Linked DNA regions of Mus musculus: region 2 is linked to region 1. A link is a contact called in public Hi-C data. All regions are on one chromosome and are shown on one strand. The core of a region is the stretch at or near the end of the contact, and the rest is flanking DNA. Distances in the headings are between cores, read along the strand shown. Region 1 overlaps Cdca4 (cell division cycle associated 4). Region 2 overlaps Pacs2 (phosphofurin acidic cluster sorting protein 2).

Region 1 (7,723 bases), core at 1,402-3,901:
TGAAGAACTGGTGTTGGGATTTCCAGGAGTAAGACCTTAGCTTTCAGTGGCATTTACATATAAATAGGCATAAATAAAGCCATCCTGCACACGGGGCTAGGAAGAGAGCTCCGATCCGCCAGAGCAGACCCAGTGAGGGGGCAGTGGAGCTGTGCATGGTTCTTTTCAAGCTCTACTAGAATGTAGACCATACTGGAGCCTCTCATGTAAACACCCGGCCGGCTACATTTACAGTTGCCTTGGGAGTGTAGAGACTCAGTAACAAAAGAAGTTTTCTATTTAAACCTTTAAAATGACACACCAATCGTATTTAGGTTATAAATGTTTCTAATGTAGCAGCAGAGGATGTTTGTAGAAAAAATATACTTTTAAGAAAATAGCTGAAAAAAATCTAAAGTATAAAAAGTTTAAAAAATATATCTTAAGACAAAATATTGCCCAAAAACATATAAAACTTAATTTTAGAAAGTTCACCTATCTAATTGAAAATAGACTAGACATAGCTGTGACACACCATCCTCCACAGTGAGTCCAATGTCACACAAAAGGATAATGAGCTCAAGAGCCAGAGCCCCTCTTAGGACAAGTGCTTATCTGTCTCTGGGTCACAACACACGTGAGCTCCATGGGGACTGGTGGCCTCACCCTTAGCCCACTGGGGTGGCCTCTCAGGTCTCCACCAGAATCTCTACCACATGGTCCAGCTCAGCCAGGTCAGACTTGCAAGTGGAACTGGGAGGAGGGGTGGCTGCAGCAAAGCCCTCAAGGCCATTGCAGAGACTGGACTTGGTCCCACTCATCATTCCTGTTAGCACTGTGTCCAGGTCATAGTAGGAGCTGTCCACATCTGAGAAGAGTTCCTCCACTGAACTGGAGTTTTTGTTCTCCAGGGTCTCAAATATCTGGTCCAGTGACTTCTGAAAGCTTCCCCTGTTTTCTTGTGGGCTGTCCATCTCCCAGAGGCTGCTCTGAGGGTTCCTTTGCCCTGGTGCTGAGCCAACGATGGGGAGCTCGGAAACCGAGTTTTGCAAGGGAGCATCTTCCAGTTCAGGAGCAGGGTGCTCTTCCTCAGCTCCCCTCACTGTACGACACAGGATCTCTGTGGACACCAGGCGTTCAACTGGTGCCCGATCTACATTCTGGGGTGCCATCCCATGCCACACACCATCCTGGCTCATTTCCTCCTGGATCTGCCGGACTGTGTTGGCGATGAGGACCGAGCGGCAGAGATTGGGCTCCACTAGCATGTGACAGAGCTGGAGCTTGACAAGGGACATGTCCAGGAGTGACTGTCGCTGCAGGCTATAGGAAGGGACAGTGCCAAAACCCTCTACTCCTTCTTCCTGGTCACCATATTTCCTCTTCAGCCCTCTAGCAAACATCCTGTCCTGTGAGAACCAAGAGAGACACCATTTAGTTAGCATACCTCAGCTTCCTGGCTTCCTGACAGCTAAAGAAGTGACAACACAGAAGTACCCGAGACACTATCTGAGAGGTTGCCTCAAGCAGAGCCGCTGCCACTGATAACAAAACTCAGTTGTAGCATAACTTTCATCAACAGATAAATGAACACAAATGAAAAATATGGTACTGTTACTTTGAGACAGTATCTTGCTACGTCACAGAGGCTGACAATGAGCTTGTGAGCCTCCTGCCTCAACCTCTCCAAATCTGAGATTAAAAGATGACACCACTACACCCAGTCATAAAAATGTCTTTTAAAGAGAACAAAAATCCAGGTATTGGGACAGGAACTCTGGTCTTTATACTTGTGTGACAACATCTTTCAGCTGCTGAGCCATCTCTCTAGTCCCTAAACATTTTTATTTTAAGTAATACATTTGAAATTAAATGCCAAGTTGTTCTTAACAGAATCTCCTAAATACATAAACTTTAGGATTTCTTTATAGCTACCTTTTCTTCTTTCAAAGTCACAGATCTTTATATAATTATGTGACCTTTAGTGTATCTGTTCCAGTGAAAGGGAAACTAAGATTCATGTAAAAACTTGTACAAAAATGCTTATAGTACTCTTACAGTTGCCGCAACCTGGAAACAATCCAGTTGAAATACCCAGGACTCCCACTGGAATTATGGGCCAGAGAAAAGGCAGGCAGTCTCCAGAGGCCACACCCAGGCAACTCCATCCTCCTCATATTCATGCAATGGCAAGACAAGGCACCAGCTGGCCAGAGGGGTGGGGACAGGAGATCTCAGGTGAGAGAACACGCCTAGACAAGTGTGGCCATAGTCCTTAGTTCCTAACATATCCCACACCAAGCTAAGTAAAAGAGGAGTGGTGTGGGAAATGTAGCCTAAAGTGGCTTTAAACATGAAGCTGATTTTTTTTAAATGAAAAGAAATACACTTTCATTACTTCTAATCCCTCTACTCTGGAGATGAATGCAGAAGGATTTCAAGAGAACAGCTGGTTAAACACAGATCCTTCAAGCACACCTAATACTACCACCAAAAAAGAAATGTCTGTATCGCAGTCATATTAGTTATTTTTCTGTTGCTATGATAGACTGCCCTGACAAGAAGCAACTTAGTTTGGGGTTTGCAGTGAAGAAGGGATACACTTGCAGCCAGCCCATCACACAGGAAAAGGGATACACTTGCAGTCCTTCACACAGGAAGAGCCAGGCAGTGGAACAGTGAGGCCAACCTGGCCTCAGGAAGCAGGGCGATCACGTGCCATCTGCACACAGGAAGCAGAGAGAAAGTAGGGCCAAGGTATAAATAAACTTCAAAGCCTGCCTCCAGTTTTACTTTCAGCAAGGCTCACATCTTAAAGGCTCCATAACCTCGAAGGCAGCACCATCATCTGGGGACAAGTGTTCAAATACAAACTACGTTTATTTATTTTTAAAGATTTTATGTGTGTAGGTATTTTGCCTGTGTGTCTGTCTGCACCATATGTGTACAGTGCCTGTGTAGGCCAAACAGGCTGTCAGATGCCATGGAAATGAAGTTACTCGAAGTTGTGAGTCGTCAAGTGGGTGCTGGGAAAACACTAGGTTCCCTGGAATAGCAGCCATGTTCTTAACCACCAAATCCCTCTAGCTCCAAATCCAATAAAAGTTTACCAAGCACTCGCCTGCCAGAGGCTCATGCTTTATACTTTCAGCACCCAGGAAACAGAGGCTGGCTTGGTCCAGGAAAGCCAGGACTTACTAGTTTCCTTGGTAGTAAGCTCCTCTCCTTCATTATAAGGTAGGCGATAATGCACACTCGTAAATGGCCAAAATACCAAGAATAAGGAACTGGTGAGTGCCTAGCCCTAAACCAGACACCTACATCAACACTCCCTGGCTCCAGGGCCCAGAGACATCCTGGGACCGGCCAGAAAGAATCACAGAGACAGATAATCAGGAGTTTTGTGAACTGCTGTCTGGACGCGGCCAGCTGCTACACACAGGAAAGCACAGCAGCTCAGTTGTGTGCACAGGACGGAAGCCCATTACATCTCTTTCATGAATGAGAGAAAGAAGTGGACACAAAAGGTAGCTGGGGGAGAGAGGAACTTTCTTTGGTGGTGTAGTCACCAAAGGTTAAATTGCCCTTGCTCCAGTAACTCCTACCCATGTTAACAAAAGCAACCCTGATTAAACTGAGGGTCATAAGACAAAAAACAAAAAAAATGAAAGATAAACATGCTTCAGAGACTCACACCTGGAGATGGCTCACAGTACACCAAAACCAGCAACACGTACTCATGAGCCCTGTATTCAAAAGGCAGGATCACTCGCATTAAAGGCCAGCCTGGGCTACACTAGCGTCCTGTCTTACTCCACAAATGGACAGCTTGGTCTGAGAGCAAAGTGTTTCTTTCTGTGTTCTAACTATCCCTAGGCCTAGGACTGGAAGCTTCTAGCCTCCATACAATCTAATCTTCCAAATTGACTGATTCAGTCCAGCTTCTTTCAGCTTCTAACTGAATTGCTCTGTTTGATCCTCATACTAACTTTGCCACTATGTTCTGATCTTCTGGCTCCTTCTCAACTTCCAACATGTTCTGTCTTTCCCTGTGTCTAGCTTGTTCTCTGCAACCTGCCTCTGTAAAATTACCATACACACATATCGCACCCCTCAGTGCTCAAGTAGCCTCTTTCCTGAGCTGTTCTCATGTGAATTGGGCGAATCTTACCTCCCATTCAACTCATCCTGTCAGATCTCTGATTCATCACTTTGTCTGCCCCTCAATTAGACATCACTTTCAAACATGGCTACTTCCATCTACAAAGTAACCTTACCTTTATTGTTAGGACTAAAGGTGTGTCCTAAGGGCTGGTCTATATTCCAGCTAGATCATATTGTAATCCAAGGTGTGTCTGCATTCCTAGACTGGATCACAGAGATCTAAAAGGTCTTTGGGTGGGATCCCTTGTCAGAGCAGTCATGTTGCTGGGTTAAAATCCCTCTATACCCCAAGTTCTTGTGCCTAAAAAAGAAGCCCAGAAGCACCCTAGAGCATGTGGTCTTACAAGAGAAAACACATAAATGCTGGCTGGAGCAGAGGAAACAACTCTGACCCATAATCTGCAATGACCAGCTCCCAAGACAGACCTACAAGAACAGCCTGGGAAACAGCAGGCTCTCCAGGACTCTAATCAGTAACAGCCCAACAAACACCCTATTAACCAGGATATAAAAAGCTAACAGCATCTCTGGTGCCATCTCAAGACTAACCAAAGAGGCAAATACTGACCACAGCCAATCACAGGATGTAAGAAATAAATTACAAAGCTGGGCAGGCTGGCAGCACTTGGGAGGCAGAGGCAGGCGGATTTCTGAGTTTGAGGCCAGCCTGGTCTACAGAGTGAGTTCCAGGACAGCCAGAGCTACACAGAGAAACCCTGTCTCGAAAAACCAAAATAAATTAAAAATTTAATTAATTAAAAAATAAATAAAGGTCTAATTTAAGTATGGTGTTTATTTAGGGCTAACTGGAGAATCAGAGACAAGTAGGAAGCACTGGGTTCCCTGTGTTTCCTGTGTAGTAGACAGCCCTGCTTCTCTAGGCCCTCTTAGTTCATTCTAAAGCTGGAAAGTTAATGTCTGCTATGTGACTGAGTCCACAGCAAGAAAAAGAGGGACTCTGGAGCCCCAGGATATCCATTAGATGAAGAGGTCACACTAGACAGGTGTGAAGATTTTATCTTTCTGGAGAACCAGTCGATTCGGAGACAAGGAGAGAATTGTAGTGTGTGGTGGTGTAACTAACTCTAACACCAAAGGCAGGTGGATCTCCATCAATTCAAGGGCAGCCTGGTCTACATACAAGCTCCAGGCCTGCCAAGGATACACAGTGAGATTCTCGTCTCAGAAAACGAAAAAGGCAGAAATTTTCACCAAGGACTTTAAAAAACATTTTTGTGCCAAACTGGGAAGCTATTTTTGCTGGCTGACATCTGTTTCTGCCAAATCATAAAATTAAAACTGCTTTACTTCTGCAAGTTTCGTAAATTTGCTTGTTACTCACAGGAGGTCTGTTTCTCATAGGAGATGTTCATCACCTAGTTAGCCCACCCCAGCCACCTCACTGCAAAGCTCTCCTCAAGGCTACTAGATAATGGTGAGAACTGGCCACAGAAGCCCTGCTACGCACACAGCCCCTGCCCATTCTCACTTGTTTAGCTGGTTATTTCCACAGCACACTAGACAGTCTCAAAGAGAACCAAAAAATCACAAAACAAAAATGTTCCACAAAGGCAGGTGTACGCCTTTAGTCCCAGCACTTTGGAGCCAGAGGCAGGCAGATTTCTGTGAGTCCAAGGACAGCCTGGTCTAGAGTGACTCCAGGGCTGTTATACAGAGAAACTTAAGACCCCAGGGGAAAAGCAGCAGCTCTACAATTCTAAGCACCCAGAGAAACCCTTCAGATTCCTCGTTCCTAGCCCTTTCTTCTCCCACTGTGCTGAGTCCACAGCAAGTTCTGTTTATCATGTCATATAGCAAGTGGATCATCCTGTCTGATAGGCCAGTGCCTACGTCCATGCACAAGCACACCAGGCAGTCTGCAGTCAGCACCATGTGGCTCCAGCCACAGACAAGGTTTTCTATTCCTGGTACTTTATTTCTGTACTCTTAACTTCTGGATTAGTAGTAGGGCAGAACCATTTTGAAGGCCCTTAATAAACACATCAAAAAACTGGTTTCTAAGAAGCATATGCCCTCACCATGTATATTTGCTATCAAACTACCCCTGATTTACTTTGTAAATTAAACACACTCCTCGCTGTGCCTTTTCCTTCGGGTATACACAACTTTTGCCAGCAGAGCTTTAACCAGCAAACGCTCCCTGTCTTGCCTCTGGCTCCTAAGTGCTGGGACTAAAGGCGTACACCTGCCTTTGTGGAACATTTTTGTTTTGTGATTTTTTGGTTCTTTCTTGTTCACCATCCTCACATGTAAAGATTTTAAACAAGGTGTCTGGAAACATCACTGACAGATGATAAAGGTTGGGTACCCAGAACTCACATGATGGCTTACAACTCCCTATACCTCCAGTTCCTTGGATCCAATGTCCTCTGTGGCCCCAGAAGGTATATATACACATGCACACCAATAAAAGTAAAATAATTAAGCCTGGAATGAAATGTACTCTTGTCTGCTTATCTGTCACTCTAGGACACAAGCCATAAGAGAACAGGATGGTGACAGAGTAGCTTCTAGAAAGACAGCAAGACGGAAGAGGGGGCTTGAGGGTGAAGGCCTACATCACCAGCACAGGTTGTGACTAGCCCTAATGGTACCTGCAAAGGGCTTTCCTACACCGCCTGGGCACAGCTTCCTCATGGCCACCTGTGTGCCTGACCTGATGTTGCTTAACCCTTCTAATGAAAGACGACAGGAAATTCTCCCTGCTAAGTTCTGTATAAATTACGTTCCACATCTCACACCTATTTCCAGATGGCCAGAATCGCTTTCCAAGTCTAGGTAAATGTCTGACATTCCTTCAGTCCAAAGCTAAGTCAAGGCACAATGGTGCCCTCCAATTTTCCCCACCCAAGCACTGGCTGAACAACAAGAGCCAGGCATTCTGGGGGCTCAGATAGTGTTGAGGCCGGTGGACAGTAAAGTGGAAGTGAGTGCTAACTACCCTACAACAACCTGAGGTAAAGAGACGGCCCAGGACTCCACAACCATCATATCTTGGAGCCGTCCTACCTCAGTGACCATGTGGGAGCAGCTTCCTGGGCTCTGACCATCCACTAGAGTCTTGGTTTTACCTGTGCAGATCTATGACAACCCAGGCTTGGATTGTAACCGCAAGCAAGCATTCATCTGGATGTTGGATTTTTTTAAGGAGAACCACAAGTTAATGGTTTCCAAGTTGGGCATGGTGGCAGACTTGGGAAGCAGAGAGAAGGAGAGTAAGGTTGTTTCTGGTTGCACTGTGAGTCTGAGGCCAACCTGGCCTGCAGGAAACCCTGTCTCAAAAACAAAACGAAAATCACAACTGTGTTAAAATACTTCCTCAAAGAGCAACTGGGGCGAGGGACTAGTTGGAAAAATCCTGGGGCCAGTGAACTTGATGGTCCTTTGATGGAGTTTATTGTCCCACTACGTCTGCTTCAGACTTTGTATCAGTGACCCTTGGAAGGATGTGGGGCTTTCTTATGCCTGCCTGCCTGCCTTCCTTTTAAGACTAGCACCTCTAAAATGGGGAGATTTCTGAATGCATTAGGTTGATGAGACAAACGACTATGCTTGCAGA
Region 2 (7,723 bases), core at 1,613-4,112, 230 kb after region 1:
TCCCTCACTCAGTGTCTGTAGTTCCCAAAGGCCACTTTTCACACCTCCTAGGACCCTGCTCTACTCTTTACCCTCTTAAGCTTCCTTAACTTTGAAAATGAAAAAGGCTGTGAGGAGTAGAGAGGAGGAGGCGCCACAGAGTGACTTGGCTTTAGCTCCTCCTGTGTCACTCAGTGTCACCAGCTTCTGCTGGGCCAGAGGGTTTCCGAGTGCTGAACTGCTGAGCTATTGAAGCAGGAACTGCTGCTGTCCAGGATTGTGCCTAGCTGGCCAGTCCCAATCCAAGATGTTTCCAGAAGCCCAGCTGCAGCCCAGGGAGCCAAAGAGAGCATGAAGAAAAGGGCTGGCAGCAAAGCAGGGTTGAGAGCGGCACAAGCCTTTGCCAGGGCCTTGTCTGTGCGTCTGCCTGGGACCCTGCCTGGACCAGAAGGCTCTTTTGAGGTGAAGCAGCTGGTACAGCGTATGCTTCTGTCCAGGCAGGACCAGGCCCTGAGTTACCTGTGGCTCCATGTCAGGATGTTCCAGAGAGCAGTAGTCTGCTGAGGTCAGAGCAGGCGTTCAGGCCTGTCTTTAGCACGTCCTTTTTGTTCCCTACCCTCCCAGTAGAGGAAGCCGGAGAGCATGTTTTTCTAGGTAAAGAGACTCCACCTTATCCTGGTTCACACGTGCATGCACACATGCACACGCACACATACCATGCCTACACTGCACTCCCCCATCTTACCCAAGCCTGGGTGTCCCTCAACTCCTGTGGTCACATACCGGTGCTGCAGAGGTCAGCTTCCTAATGGATACTTGTTTTTGAGCTTCTGTTCGCACTTAGATCTGAGGCTACCTTAGGGAGGTGACAAGCACTTAGTGCATCTAGAGTGTTAGGGGAGAGAGGTTTTTCTTCCATGTGTCTCCTGTGCACACTTTGCGCATGAAGGCCCCAGTATCTGGCACAGGGTGGCTGGCCTGCCTTCCTGATTCAGTTTCTGAAATGTTGGTTAGAAAAAAATGTGAGCATCCTTTCTTTAATTTTCTTTACTGACTAGAGTTGTCATCCTAAATCAGTCCCCAATTTAAAAAAATGATTATATGTGTTTATTTGTGTGCATGTGTGCGCACATATGTGTTGAGGTCAGAGGACAGTTTATGGCAGTAGATTTTTTTTCCACCATGTGCCTTCTAGAGATTGAAATGAGGTCATTGCAATACCTTTACCTGCTGAGACATCTTGTTGGCTCCAGTACCAATCTTTTTTTAATCTATAAAATTTTAACATTTGAGTCTGATCAAGAGGCCCCAAAGCAACTTGTATGCCCTATCAGGAACAGGCCTAGCATCTGTGTCTGCTTTTGAGGTAATGTCAGGGCCAGGATAATCGCTAGGTCAGTACTGCTTTCTGCTGCCCTTGCTAGCTTGTTAAGCTGTTTCTCCTTGACGTCTGCCCTCATGAGTCTTTACATACGTTTCCCCAAGGCTGAGTGGCCCCCACTGTCACACACTGAGGCTGCTACTGACATCTGGACAGTAGACAGTGGTGAGTGGGGGTAGGAACAATTTGAGTGATGTCCACGGGGCAGCAGGGGTGCCAGAACTGACTGGTCTATAGATCACTCCTCCGTCTATCTGCAGTCAGAAATTCCAATCCCAGCGCTGACCTCCCTGCTCAGCCAATCTGCTTTGCCCAGGGGTTTCTCTGGTTTCCTGCCAGCCTTCTACTAGGTGCGCCCTGCTCCTGAATATTGGAGCTCTCTGGGGTGGAAGCCCTCCTGATACCTAGAACCATGTTCCATAGGTGATGCAGCACCCCTCTGAGGGCGGCCAAGTTCTGAGCCTCTGCAGCAGCATCAAAGAGGCCTCTGTCAAGGTGGCCGAGATCTGGATCGTCTCCCTGTCCAGCCAGCCCATCGACCATGAGGATAGTGCCATGCAGGCTGGCCCCAAGACCAAGTCCACAGGTGAGTCACTGCCTTCCTTCCTCTGCTACCCCGCTCTGCTCTTGCCACTTCCTGCCACATGTGTGGGAGGCCGTCCCAGTGTGGTCGGAGAAGGTAGAGTCTTTTGGCTTTTCTCTAGCTAGAAGCTTTGAGGGAGTCGTGTGCACTGTTGAAGTTCATTTATAAGTTCTCTGAACCCTCGATATGTAGGTGCCATGGATCTATCCTGTGGCCTTCGATGTTGTGAACACCCAGTTTCTGGTGTGGAGAAGGTGCTTGGCCCCTGTCATTGCTGCTGCCATCACAGTGGGGGTCGCTCTGTTTCCCCTGCTCTCTTACTCCACCAACATGCCAGCAGGCACATGTCAGCAGACGTGTTCCTTACTCCACCAACATGTCAGCAGGCGTGTTCCTTGAGACACCAATGCTGTGCCTCCATGTTCCCTGGTCTACACGGGTCTGTCTCCCCTCTGCTCCCAGGGGACACCCATGGTTCTGTTGCCACCTCATCGCCATGGCGTTGGGTAGAATCTAGAGGTACTCTCCCTTCTGTGTGCTCATTCCACAGATAACTACTCTGAGGAGGAGTATGAGAGCTTTTCCTCTGAACAAGAAGCCAGTGACGATGCTGTACAAGGGCAGGTAAAGTTTGAGCCTGAGATGGGGAGGTACCTGGCACCTCCCTCTTCCACCTCTGTAGATCAGGGCTGGGGACTGAGGGCCTTCCCTGAGTGAGCCCACACAGGATGAGAAGGGGACTATATGTGCCACACCTGTTTGTTTCTTCCCTGGGCCTACAACATGTTAGTAGGCAACTCTGCAGGGTTTGGGACTAATAGTAGCTGACTGCCCAGTGATGGCCTCCCTTGCACTGTGGGGCGGGCTGCTGTGTGGGCGCGGTGGCCTCAGGCTCTCTGCCTCTGTCTGTACAGGATCTTGACGAGGACGACTTTGATGTGGGAAAACCCAAGAAGCAGCGGCGCTCGATAGTAAGAACGACGTCCATGACCAGGGTCGGTGGAAACTCGTTTTACTAACACTGGGAAAGGGTGAGGAGGGTGGGCAGAGGCTGGGAGGCTCACTGGAAGGCTGTGGGAAAGAGGACAGACAGCCTTTCCTGAGGACCTCATATATGGCCTGAAAGAGCCTCAGAATTCCCACTTGCCCAGAGTCCAGAATCCTGTCTAACTAGCACCTAGTTGTTATTATTCAAAATGGACATAAGCCAGACAAGGATGTCTTCTGGCTGCCACTCTCTCCTGCCCCCACTCCAGCTTTATATGGTCATGGAGCCCTGGGATCTGGAATAAGGCTGGGATAGCTGCCTCAAGCCCACAAGCCTACAGATAGAGGCCACTGGGTGTTGTTGTCCTGTCAGTGTGGGACTCAGACTCACCCTGTGTGGAGCCTGCTCTGCAGCACAGAGACTCAGCTGTTAGGCCTTTCCCATGGGAGGAAATGCGGGGTAGACTTTAGCCCATTCTCATCCTGCCCGGTGACCACCAATGGACCTGCAGCCCTTAGAGCCCGGCACTGGGCTTCAGGACTGACTGGCATGGGTAGCCCCTTGTCGATACTGACCAGGGACAGCACTGTCAGCCTTTGGCAGGTATGAGGAGGTTGTGGACAGACAGTGGCCACAGTACAGAAGCTGAATATAAACTGGGTCTCCCCTGACCACAGGCAGCACATCTGGAGTTCATGGGCCAGCCTGAGGGGTTGTGCAGGAAGAGTCCTCCCTGTTAGGGTCAGTTCTGTAAGGGTAGCCATACTGAGAGGACAGTGGCTGGAGCAGAGGCACTGCAGCCAACAGTGCGAGCAGCTTGACTAAGCTCAGAGCTTACAGGATCCCTGGTCTCATCCACCATGAGCTATCCTGAGTGCCTCCCACAGGGTGGCAGTTTCCTCCTGAGGATGAGGCCAGGACCTTCCCTGGGAGGTGGAGCTGTGGCAGGCGCTAGAGAGCCTGGATGGGGCTGCTGAAGCTTCTGCGGCTGCAGAGCCACCCTGTGCCCTTCCTCAATCGCCCTTAGTGGCTGTGGACTGTCAGCTCCCCAGGCGTTTCTGAGTCTGGACTCAGGCTGTGCTTTCCAACACTAAAAATGTGCACATGGCTGCATGTAAAAGCTGCGTCCAGTTTATGCTTTCATAGTGTGTGAGCTGTGTCTCCTCCTGTCCCTCATTACTGAGAGACCAGAGTGCAGTTCCTTGCTTTGTCCCAGGAATGTAGCCCCTCCCATCATCATTCCTTACATGAGCTTCCTGTGCTTCTTGTCTTACAGCAACAGAACTTCAAGCAGAAGGTGGTGGCGCTACTGCGCAGGTTCAAGGTGTCAGAGGAGGTGAGTGGGCCAGGGCTCTGTAGCTGCCAAAGGCCCCTTGATGTCATGCTGAGCAAGAAGTGCTCCAGTGAACCTCCAGGCCAGATCGGGTTCTGAATTTACCATCCATGGGGGATTGCCTCTGCCTGCCAGCCTGGGTGGCAGCTGTGTGAGAGAGGCCAGCAACCAAACCCCCAAACTTCTACTGGAAAGACCCAGTAGAGAGTTGAGCATTGATTTATATAAACAGTATTTGGGGAAGCAGTTTCAGGTTTGTAGAAAAAACAAGTAGAAGAAACAAGACTTTCCATGCTCCAGCTCCCACATACATACATACATACATACACACACACACACACACACACATACATACATACATACATACATACATACACATACACACATACATACATACATACATACACACACATACATACATACATACATACATAGCCTGTTCTGTGGCCAACATACTGTGACTCTTTGTTTTTTTAATTTTTCTTTAATCCCCAGTCTTAGGTATTGAATTTGTTCATAATCCAAAGAAAATCACAAAAAACAGTCAAGATTCTGTGCCCACAGTAGAGAGGGGACATTTGGATGTTTGGTCCTCAGAACATGTCCCCACCCTCTGCATCCATGTGTGCAAGGGCCACACGCAGGTACTGGGAGCGGCACTTCTTTGCTTCAAGGGCTTTCTTCGGGGCCAGTACCTATCCTGGCACACCATACCTGTTTCAGTGGAATAGCCTCTGGGCCCTATATCTTGAAGCTTGCATCTCTTTGTGCGACAGACCCAGAGTAGCTGAGAGTGGCGCACAGCAAGGAAAGTGCCTAGCCTAGGACCATTGTAGGCTTGCAGGAAGAGGCAGGTTGATTTGACCATGGAGTTCCATGCTTACCAAGCAACAAAATAAACCTGACATACTCAGCTTTTGTTCTGGGTACCAAGACTCGGCCTAAAATCTGGAAAGTGTAGCCAATATCCTGGACAGTGGTCAGGGCATAATCTCCCACATTGTGTAGAATTCATGCAAGTTACCAAGCCATGTGAGCTGTTTGATATCTGTCCTGTACCATTCCCTTTTATGTGAGGAGAAGAATGTCTAACCATAGCTCCACCTCTGTCTCAGCACTCCTCGTCACTAGGAGCTGTGTCTAGGCTGACTCTCACTCACAACCCACCAGCTGTCCTGGAGTGTGCAGTCATCTGTGTGGGACGGCAGATTATCTTAAATGGCCGTTGTGCTGTAACTAAACTTCTAGGTCTTTGTAACCAAATACAGACAGGGGCTATCGAGACAGCTCAGCAGTTAAGAGCACTGGTTGGCTGCTCTTGTAGAAGATCCAGGTTCAGTTCCCAGCACATACATGGTAGCTCACAACCATCTGTAACTCCAGTTCCTGGGGGAGAGGACTGGATCTTCCTGAATGGTGCCGCATCCTCACGTCCTCACACAGTGATGGGAGCGGCACTATTCAAGGGCCTCTTACTGAATCACCTTGAGGGTTAGGTATCAGCATAATTTTGGGGGACACAGCATTCAGATCAAAACATTCTGTTTCTAGATCCTACAACTCATTCCTTCCCCTCATACAAAATGTATTCATTCTATCCCATCAGCCCTTATAGCCTTAACTCACTGTAGCATTAACCAGATTCATAAATACTGGAGTGTCTGCAACTGTCTACATCAGATGTGGCTGAGCAGGACTTGTCGGGTGTGAGCAGGAAATCTGTGCAGAGTAAGTTAAGAGACCAGCATAGGGCAGAGATTGTATTGGGAACTCAGAGAAAAGGAAACTGATGTAACTGCTCCCCGAAGTCCAACACTCAGTAGGGCAAGGCATTCTACACATTGTTTATTTACTTGCTTGCTTGCTTGCTTAGCGTGTGTGTACGCATGCATGTGTGCACTTGCATGTACTTCTGCCTGTTTCTCACTCCGCCATGTGAGACCCAGGTATCAAACTCAGGTCCTTAGACTTGGCAAAAATATTATTTATTCTCATTGACCTCAAACATTAAATCTTTAAAAAAAAAGAAAAGAAAAGAAAAGAAAGAAAGAGAAAGGATTGACTGACTTTTGGTGTTTTTTTTGTTTTTTGTTTTTGTTTTTGTTTTTTCGAGACAGGGTTTCTCTGTATAGCCCTGGCTGTCCTGGAGCTCACTTTGTAGACCAGGTTGGCCTCGAACTCAGAAATCCGCCTGCCTCTGCCTCCCGAGTGCTGGGATTAAAGGCGTGCGCCACCACGCCCGGCTTTGATTGACTTTTATAGGCATGAATACTTTGCCTGTCTGTGTATAAGTGCACGGTGCGCATGCCTGATGCCCCCAGAGGTAAGAGGAGGAGACAGCAGATCCCCTACAACTGAAGTTACAGATGGTTTAAGCTGCTGTGTGGGTGCTGGGAGCCAAACTCGATTCTCTCTGCAAGAGCCTCCTTTCTGTTCCCCAAACATTGAATCTTAAGGCTAGAAAACCCTTCCTTGGTTCAATAATCTGCTCTCAGGACATATTGGCTTGGAGCTGGGGTTCTAGGGCCTGGTACTGCAACCCACAGTGTTGCTAAGTGCAGCCTACAGGATCTCAGTGGCAGCTATGAGCTTCCAGCTCTCTTGGGCTGGCACTGTGGTCTTTCTGAGCATACCACTGCCATGGTTCCTCTGCACTCTACTGGAGTGGGTCTTTTTCGACATGACCCTGTTTCCACCTCAGGCCTCTGCCAGGGATAGCACATCCTTTGACAACCGACTTAAAATGATTACATTTTTGCAAACATTGAGAGTTGGCACTTACAGTTGCTGCCTGGGCCATGTGTGGGATTGTTCTGCTGCCTGGGCCCTGTGAAGACAGCTCTGAGGCTGAGGGGCAGCCACTGGAACCTGCGGCCTCAGGTCCTCAGCAGGGAAGCATCTTGGGGTCACCTCTGTCCTGTTGAGCAGTCCCTTGCTCCCTCTAGCCATTACCAGTCTCTCCAAACTTGAACTTTTAAAAATACTTTATTTTTAATTGTATGTACATATGGACATCTGGGGGGTAGGGGTGGCTTGTGCAGTTGCCTTGCAGTGCCCACAGAAGGCAGAAATGGGCATTGGATTTCCTGAAGCTGGAGTTAAAGAGCTTTGAACTACCTCTCTTGGGAGCTGGGAACTTAACTCTGGTTCTCTGTGAGAGCAGTGCACACTATAAACCGCTGGGCATCTCCCCAGCTCCTTCTTTGATTCTTTATAACCTGGTCTGACTGGGACTTTTCAGAATCTTTAAAGTTCATTTCTCTTGATTTCTATCTCATTTTCCCCCTTGCACATCATTGTGAACTGTCAAGAGAGTTCACGTGGCTCCCTCTAAATTGGAGGTTTATTTTGCCAGATACCCTGTGTTATTACTTACGTTACATAAAACACCTGGATCTATCTACCTGTAGATCCACCCAGCTTTCCTGCTTTGTCATAGGTGACCTGTCTTTCCCAGAA

Evidence for each region. A called contact is a pair of places that touch in the nucleus more often than the background predicts.
Region 2: a Hi-C map of CD4 T cells shows a contact between it and region 1, with 2.1 times the contacts expected there. The contact joins two enhancer-like sites.

The regions. Positions count from the first base shown.
Region 1 is chr12:112,820,725-112,828,447 of GRCm38.p6, forward strand. It overlaps Cdca4 (cell division cycle associated 4), which reads right to left. Exons shown (of 2, transcript NM_001359234.1): 2 at 1-1,388. The coding sequence starts at 1,382. The coding sequence ends at 669. Among named protein-coding and RNA genes, the nearest start is that of Gm52009, 4.1 kb to the right of the region's middle. Within about 2 kb of position 2,652, at least 87 of the 459 cell types and tissues checked have an H3K27ac peak or open chromatin away from gene starts, as enhancers often do.
Region 2 is chr12:113,048,024-113,055,746 of GRCm38.p6, forward strand. It overlaps Pacs2 (phosphofurin acidic cluster sorting protein 2), which reads left to right. Exons shown (of 24, transcript NM_001081170.1): 5 at 1,784-1,946; 6 at 2,494-2,567; 7 at 2,858-2,938; 8 at 4,208-4,267. Among named protein-coding and RNA genes, the nearest start is that of Tex22, 23 kb to the right of the region's middle. Within about 2 kb of position 2,863, at least 61 of the 459 cell types and tissues checked have an H3K27ac peak or open chromatin away from gene starts, as enhancers often do.